2 separate regions of the Mus musculus genome follow, and region 1 is linked to region 2. A link is a contact called in public Hi-C data. All regions are on one chromosome and are shown on one strand. Each heading gives the region's core, a stretch centred on a gene start, on an enhancer-like site or on the middle of the called end of the contact. The rest is flanking DNA. Distances are from core to core; before and after follow the strand shown.

What was found. A called contact is a pair of places that touch in the nucleus more often than the background predicts.
Region 1: a contact with region 2 is called in a Hi-C map of bone marrow-derived macrophages, with 3 times the contacts expected there. The contact joins two enhancer-like sites. A contact is called at or near these places in 2 of 484 Hi-C or Micro-C datasets (the N1E-115 cell line and bone marrow-derived macrophages), 1 of 115 datasets of contacts at active chromatin or transcription factors (pancreatic cancer cells) and 1 of 9 other capture datasets (embryonic stem cells).

What each region holds. Positions count from the first base shown.
Region 1 is chr6:50,534,209-50,538,362 of GRCm38.p6, reverse strand. Gm31279 (a long non-coding RNA gene) reads right to left here. Exons shown (of 4, transcript XR_377652.4): 3 at 2,481-2,590; 4 at 348-1,428. Among named protein-coding and RNA genes, the nearest start is that of Gm26289, 3.7 kb to the left of the region's middle. Within about 2 kb of position 1,867, at least 46 of the 459 cell types and tissues checked have an H3K27ac peak or open chromatin away from gene starts, as enhancers often do. A contact at or near this core is called in bone marrow-derived macrophages and pancreatic cancer cells, where this site is marked.
Region 2 is chr6:50,036,555-50,040,386 of GRCm38.p6, reverse strand. No RefSeq gene overlaps it. Among named protein-coding and RNA genes, the nearest start is that of Gm38805, 72 kb to the left of the region's middle. Within about 2 kb of position 2,541, at least 25 of the 459 cell types and tissues checked have an H3K27ac peak or open chromatin away from gene starts, as enhancers often do. A contact at or near this core is called in bone marrow-derived macrophages and pancreatic cancer cells, where this site is marked.

The sequences.
Region 1 (4,154 bases), core at 618-3,117, 500 kb before region 2:
TCTCCATGACACAGGGCAACAGCAGGATATCTGAGAGGCGTCCCAGTGAGGTTCCAGTGTAGATAGAGAGGCAGAAGGCAGGAGCTTCGTGCCAGACCAACGAGTCGTTGCAATGAGCATTTCAAACAAAGAAGTGTGGACAAAAGCGAATGCTGTGGGCATGCCAACACTATAGCTTCCACACAAGTTTTCTCTCTGTTGCAGGAAAAGGTTGTGGGGGGGGGCAGGTATGGGGAAGGGGGAGATGAGTGGGATTGGCATGCATGATGTGAAGTTCACAAAAAAAAATCAATAAAATGTTAAAATCTAAAACAAAATCAGAACAACAAGATAAGAACAACCCCATTCAACAGTGTTATTTAATTTCCAATAGAGAAGACATTGCAATCATTTAAGGAGTTAGGGAGGTCACACTTAGAACTGATCCAGGTGGCCTTTTCTTCCTAGTACAGAGCCGTCTGCCTTGGCTTCTGAGAGGTGCCTGGTCCCATGTTGCATGGACGTGGGACATCCAGGTGACCCACAGGGCTGACAAAGCTGCGATCACATTGTCAACCCATCAGCTGGAATCTACTCAGTAGTAATAAGATTCCCCAAAGCTTGGCTTGCTGGGCTCTGTCATCCAGCATCCATGGAAGAACTCCCAGGAGTTCTCAGCATTCTCAACCTACCTGAGTCTTCTCAGTCTTACCCACCAGGATGCTCCTGCAGAAAGGAGGTCAGGCCTCCCAAAGGGCTACCTGGGGCTGAAGTCGACTGTGGACTTCTGTGTCACTATTTTTAGTGTGCCTGCAGGTGTGCCCACACGTGTGACTTGTGTACTCATACATGTGTGTCCTTGTGTACATGCACGTGTATGCTCAATTTTATATGTGTGCAGTGCATGTCTACACATGTACTTCAGTCTCAAATGCCAGTTCACAGGTGCGGAACGCCTTGACTTTTGGACACAGGCTTTCTTTCCAAAGGCCATCGAGGTTGAAACGCACCTGTCTAGCTGGATGGTGGAGGCACATGCCTTTAATCAGGAGGACGATGAGGGGATCTCAGTGAGGTCTGGGTCAGCCCGATCTGCAGAGTGAGTTCTAGGATAACCAGGGCTCAATAGAGAAACCCTGTCTCAACCCCTCCAATAAAAGGAGGTGTATCTGTCGCCATCTCAAAGTGCCAGGTGACAAGCTTCTCCTTGGAATAAACTCAGATCTATCGTAGGAAGCAGGCACTGAATGGACAGACAGAGTTGTTGTCTCAGGCTCCGAGTGCTTCTGAATCTCACTCAGGCTGTAGATGTCACACTCTTGACTTGTAGCCCAGCCAACTCTCATTAAGGTCAGGAGGGCCAGGAACAGCAGTGTGTCTATTCAGCAGTCTATGCAGCTTCTTCCAGGGGGTTTCCCAGGGCAGCCAAAGGATGAAGGTATTTTGCTCCTTTAGTATGGCATGCATGAGGAAAAGGAAAGACAACATCACGTTAGGTAGGTGTACCAGTGGAAGCTCCTCCCATCCCTCATTAGTATGCGTTAAAGCAGGGACCCCAGCAAACTAGCTACACTAACGTGGTACTGCTATAGAACCACCACACGGGGGCAGTACAACATCAGTTTCTGACGGATTGCAGGACCAGCTGCCTTCCTGCCTTCCTTATTGGCAAGGACTGGGGTTTCTGTGCTCTCCAAACCTTCCTCCCTATTTCCTCACAAGGGACTATCGGGAGCACTAGCTACACAGCGTCCCAGTGCCTCCAAAAGAGCCAGCAGGGAGCACTGTCTGCACAGACCCTCAATGCCTCCCATAGGGCCAGCAGGGAGCACTTCACAGCTCCTCACCGCTGTGCACAAGGGAGGAACTTGATGCTCAGGCCAATTCCAGATGTGAGTCACAGGAAATAATTACTGCACATATGGGTGCCCAGCTTTCTTCTCTCCAACAGAGAGGACTTCTGATTCATGGGGAATATGTGGTTGCTATGAGCCGCCATGTCACTTCTCTCAGATTTGGGCACTAAGATTTGGGGGTGGGGGTGGGGTGGAATGGGGTTTGTTTTTTAAAGAGAGTGTCATGAATTCTAGACTGGCCTCAAACTCTCTATGTTAGAAGATGACCTTGACGGTCTGGTTCTCTTATCTCCACCCCCACAATCTTAGGATTCTGGCCATGAACCACCTGACTTGATTTGATGCTGGCCAAGAACCCAGGGACTCCAGCAGGCTAGGCACACTGAGTGATAGCACTAGGCCTGTTGGTTTTCTTCAAAGATTTTTGGGATACAACTGGGGTGCACTGATGCTTGAGTGTACATTTATTAGAAGGGGAGGTGGGCATTGTGGGTATAGTGTGGTAAGTGGATGTGTAACACTGCAGGCTCCCCTCCCCCTTCCCTATCCCCCCTCCCCCACCCCGCCTTTAGCAGCACACTGCCACTGAAGCCTCGAAGGCTCAGGACTGACTTCTTGGTTTCCAGTCCCAATGGCACCGCTTACCAGTATGAGATCTCGGCCATGTTAGCGAACCTCCGTCCTCGTGCAGCCCATGTTACACAGAAAGTGAAGTCACTACTTGGTCACGTGAGAGCGGGTCCCCTCTGAGAGCCCTGGTGTCAGAAGCCATGCAGTCACGCTGAGCCATTTCCCAGTGGCTGACTCTTCCCCGCCCTGCCCTCTGCATAGGAAAGTTGTTTGGTCTGCGGTGGGCACTCAAATATGGATTGAGCCTGGCTGCCTGTCACTGTCTGAAAACTTCTCAACAAACTATCACATGGGTTCTGCTGCCAGACAGAGTATTTCATATATCACCCAAACTAGGGTGCTGTTAATAATTACAGTGGGAAAACAGTTTAATCCAGGATGGCTCTGGTCAGTGAAGCAGAGTGTATGGTGACCTGTGCTATGACTCTCTGACACAGGAGAAGGAATCAAGACAGCAGGTTCACTAACATGGCCTCTTTGGTTGACGGTTTAGTCTCTGGGAGCTCTTGGGGAGTGGGGGGTTCTGGTTGGTTGATATTGTTGTTCCTCCTTGGGATTGCAAACCCCTTCAGCTCCTCAGTCCTCCTCCTAACTCCTCCATTGGGGCCCCCATGCTCTGTCTGATCATTGGCTGTGAGCATCTGCATCTGTATTGGTCAGGATCTGGCAGATGTCGATTCTTTTACACAAAAATAGTAGGTTATTTTCTGACTTCCACTTGGTGCTCAATTGCCGTCATACATTCCAAGACTGTGTAGTCTGCTTGGACTCAGTAGAGACTTCTACAAATGGTGGCTAGATACCATGGGTTAGTATTATAGAGGTCTTCTGGGGGGTTTTTGGTCTGGGTTTTTTGTTTGTTTGTTCTTGTTTTTTTGCCCAATCTGACTGTTGATGCTAACAGTTCCTGAGAGAAGTACTGAAGTCAGTTTTCATTTAAATGTGTCTCTCGTTGCAGTCCGGCCTGGCTTTGTTTCAGGCACTTGGTACATTCACAGTTATGGTTGTTCTGTTGTCTTGGAGAACTATCCCCTGGTCATTTTGTGGTAGTGGTTCTCCCTGCTAACAGCCATTGTTCTAAAGTCTGCTTATAAGTGTGCTCTTTAAATTCCTTTATTTTATTGTATTTCTTTTATGTCCATGAGTGCTTTGCCTGTATGTCTGTCTGTCTGTGTACTACATCCATACCTGGTGCTTGAGAGTCCAGAAGAGGGCATCAGATCTCCTGGTACTGGAGTTACAGACAATTATAAGCTACCATATGAGGGGAGGGAATTGAACCCAGATGCTGGAGAGGATGTGGAGAAAGAGGAACACTCATCCATTGTTGGTGGGATTGCAAGCTTGTACAACCACTCTGGAAATCAGTCTGGCGGTTCCTCAGAAAATTGGACATAGTACTACCGGAGGATCCAGCAATACCTCTCCTGGGCATATATCCAGAAGATGCCCCAACTGGTAAGAAGGACACATGCTCCACTATGTTCATAGCAGCCTTATTTATAATAGCCAGAAGCTGGAAAGAACCCAGATGCCCCTCAACAGAGGAATGGATACAGAAAATGTGGTACATCTACACAATGGAGTACTACTCAGCTATTAAAAAGAATGAATTTATGAAATTCCTAGCCAAATGGATGGACCTGGAGGGCATCATCCTGAATGAGGTAACACATACACAAAGGAACT
Region 2 (3,832 bases), core at 1,292-3,791:
GCTGGCTTAGAGCTTGCTCTATAGCTCAGGATGGCCTTAATCTCACTAACTTCTTACCTCAGTCCACCAAGTTTGGCTGACCTTCCTGGCCTTTAAGACTCAATACCACCCTGTTGGGTGTTTGTACCACGTTTTATTATTGTCCACCCATCCATAGGCATTTGGGTTGCTTCTGTGACTAATGCTTCAGTGGACATGGGAGTGTCGATGTTTCTTGTTTCTTCATGGTACTGAGCCCAGTTCCTATGGGTATACACCCTGAAGTGAGGTTGCCGGGGCACATGGTAGTTCTCCTGTCCTGTCCTGAAGACCCCCTCACTGCCCCACAGCTGTCTACCACTTCCCACTCTCACCAGCAGTGCACAGGTCCCCTTTCCTCTGCCTCCTCCCTGCCTTGTCAGTGCCCTTCACTCTAGCTTCCCTGACAAGCATGATGGGAATCTCTGAACCTAGGCTTTGCATTTTCCTAGCCAGAGGGAGGCTTTATAAAAAAGATTCGATCTCACTGCAGTTTTGCCTAAAGCTGTTTAGTGGCATCTGAGATCCTTGTTACACTATTCTTCTGAATACATGCCTCATCTGTGGTCAGGAGGCCCGTCCTGTCCTGCACCCTGCCCCACACCTGAGTTCTGGCCTCAAATACAGGTTACTGTCTCATCTCTTGGTCTTAGTATTGCTACATAGTTCCTGACCTAGAACATGTACGTCTTCCTCAGCAATTCCTGGTCTGCTAGATGGTCCAGTTTGCCGCTGGCTCCAGAACTCCTCTGCCTGAGGGGGCCCCAGGTCTGTCCGCCTTGCTTGGGGGTCTACCCATCTTCCTGACACACTCTTCGCTCTGTTTAGACTGTAGGTTTCCTGTGCTAGAACCATGTCTCTGTTAAGCACATCACATACCTATGGCCCATCTAGACTTCTCTAGTAAGGCATTCAAGCTGGGTGTGGTGAGTGATACCTACGATCCCAGAACTCAGGAAGCAAAGGCAGGATAATCAGGAGTTTGAGGTCAGCCTGAATGACAGAGAAGTTCTGTCTCCAAACGAACAAGAAGACCACCCTACAAAAATCAAGAAATATCTCTGAGACCACAATAGAGAGTGTGACTGTAGGGACAAGTGACTTCTCACTACCGTTATACTTATTAAGCACCTGTTTTGGAGAGGATGCAGTGCTGTGCTTGGTTACCGGGATTCAGAAGTACTAGATTTGCATGACTTAGATAACCGAGCTGGCAAAGTGGGTGTCAACCACACTAGGTCAGCACTGTTAAACACTGTATGGTGTACATCAGAATCTCTCGCTCATAGGACTGTAGGCTCTTGGCGCCATCTAACGCCTTCTGGCAAGGGGCAAACACTGAACTGCATTGACATTCAGCAGCAGTCCTGTGCCCCCTTCTAGCTGTCCTAAGCACCACTCCACCTTTAGCTGGGACTAGATGTCTCTGGACGTTCCCAGTGTACTCCCCTGACAGCAGTGCACAGCAGACTTGCCCCTGTTGGAGAAGCACTGATGTATACATTGATAGAGTCTGGACTGGAGAGAGAATGGAGACCACAGAGTTAGGGCGGGGATTTGAGACTTACGTCTAGGGAATGGCTCTGTAGGCCAGCTCGTGCCTTGCTAAGAATTTAAAACAAACAAATAAAGGCTGAAGAGATGGCTCAGCCAGTGCAGTGCTTGCCTTGCAAGCCTGAGGACTTGAGTTTGATATCCATAGCCCATGTACGACAAGCCAGATGTGCTGGCATGTGCTTGTAATCCCAGCACTTGGAGGAGACAGCTGGACACAAGGGCCCTGATGGACAATCCGTCTAGCTGAATCTTCAAGCCTCAGGTCCCAGGGGGTCCCAGTAGTCTTCGGAGGGTCACAGAGGCCAGGAAGGAGGAAGCTGTGCAGAGATACTTCCTGTAGCTGGTCCTTGGTATCTGGGGGGATAGCTGGAATCTCAGGTCTCACAAAGGCTCCAAAGCCATCAGCACACACAGCACCTCCCAGAAGGCAGCACTGTAAATGTTTGCTGAATTGAATTGAATTGCCTTAATGAACTTCAAACAAGGTTTCAGGTGACTTTGAATTAAACCAAGCCTGTTCCCTCAACCTCTTGTGGCCCATCACCAATGGAAGAGAACACATTTCACATCTGCTCGAAAACAAAAAGCCTGCTGGCTCAGATGCAAGTCCTGTTTTGTGCCTCAGTAACAAGTTAAAAACCCATCTCTCAACAGTCCCGTGATTCATGCGCCTGGCTGTGTTTGGTGACTGCGTTTTGCTGTTGTGGTGTGTATTGCTGTCTGTGTTATTTCAAGGTAGAACAAAGAAGGTTGCCAGATGACTAACTACAGGAAGAAAACTAGGATTAAAAAAATAAATATCAAATAAACAAAAACCCCAGCAGCTCTGAAATGATGGGCCAAGTTTTGGGATGGATCTTAGATGCCTGCTAAAGCCCACTCCTGAATAAGAAGGCCCTAAATCCCCAGCTGAGATTTTCTTCACAGAATTTTCTAAATCAATCGGAGATCTGTGATGAGTCAGCAGGTTTCGATTACGGGTGTCACAAAAATGTAATACAGTCATGTAAACAATGAGGCTCTGAAAACTTTGCTTCCCTTTCATTATAAAAAGCAAACAGCCACACTTGATTGATGGCTAACTGCCTTAGAAAGGTTGGAGAATTTCCTGTCCGTGGAATTCCCCAAGGTCTTTCATCCTTATAGCTGTTATTTTCCAGCAGAAAAGGACATCACATACTTTTTTAAATGAGAGAGAGAGAGAGAGAGAGAGAGAGAGAGAGAGAGAGAGAGAGAGGCAGACCCTGACCTCCAGACCTTTAGGGGCATTTGAAATAGTCATGATAGAACCACTGTACATAATAAGTGATGTTTTCCCTTGGTTTTCTATCTTGATTCTGACTGAAGCAAACCTAGAGAGTAAATGGCCATTTTTTTTTCAAACTTTTGTCTTGAAGTAAAAGTTCTCTCTGTCTTTAATTTTAAAAACTGTTATGGAATTTTCTGTTTGAAAGTATCAATTGTAAGGCTGAAAGACTTTGAGAAATCCAAGACTGGGATTTTTTTTTTCTCTACTAGCTGAGCATGGCCTTGATCTCATGATCTTCCTGCCTCTGTCAGGTGCTGGGATTTCTGTGCTAATACACCTGGCTTTAGGACCATTCCCATAAGGAGTTGACCTCAGACTAGGTGTGAGGGTTAATACTGATTATCAACCTGACTGGATCTAAAACCACTGACGGGAGCCCCTTTGGGCGTGTCCATGAAAAAATATCTAGATTAGGTTAATGAGGCAGAAAGACCCACCCTAATTGCAAGTGGTATCATTCCATTGGCTAGACTCCTGGGCTGAATCAAAAGGAGAAAGCAAACAAAGCTTAAGTTTTTGTTTCTCTCTGCTTTCTGTTGGTAGACGGTAGACGCTGATGTGACCAGCTGCCTCAAGTTCCTGCTGCCATGCCTTCTCCCACCATGATGGAATGTACTCTTGAACTGTGAACTAGACAAATGCCCTCTCCCTTAGCTTGGTTCGGTCAGTATTTTGTTATAGCATCGAGGACAGTAATTCACTAAGATGTTGGCTTCTTTGCTCTATGACCATCCAAGGACATTTGCTCTGTCCAACTCTCAACAGTAACAGAAGAGATAGAAGGCTTTTAGACACATTCAGGACAAACAGCCAGAGACAGGTGACAAATATGCAGCTGTGGAATGCTTTGCCATTGAGATCTGTACATGACTAGGCTCTAATGTACTATGAAAGGCTAGGAACTCCATGCAAGATGCTTTGGGTAAGATGATGTCTTCTTCTGTGTAC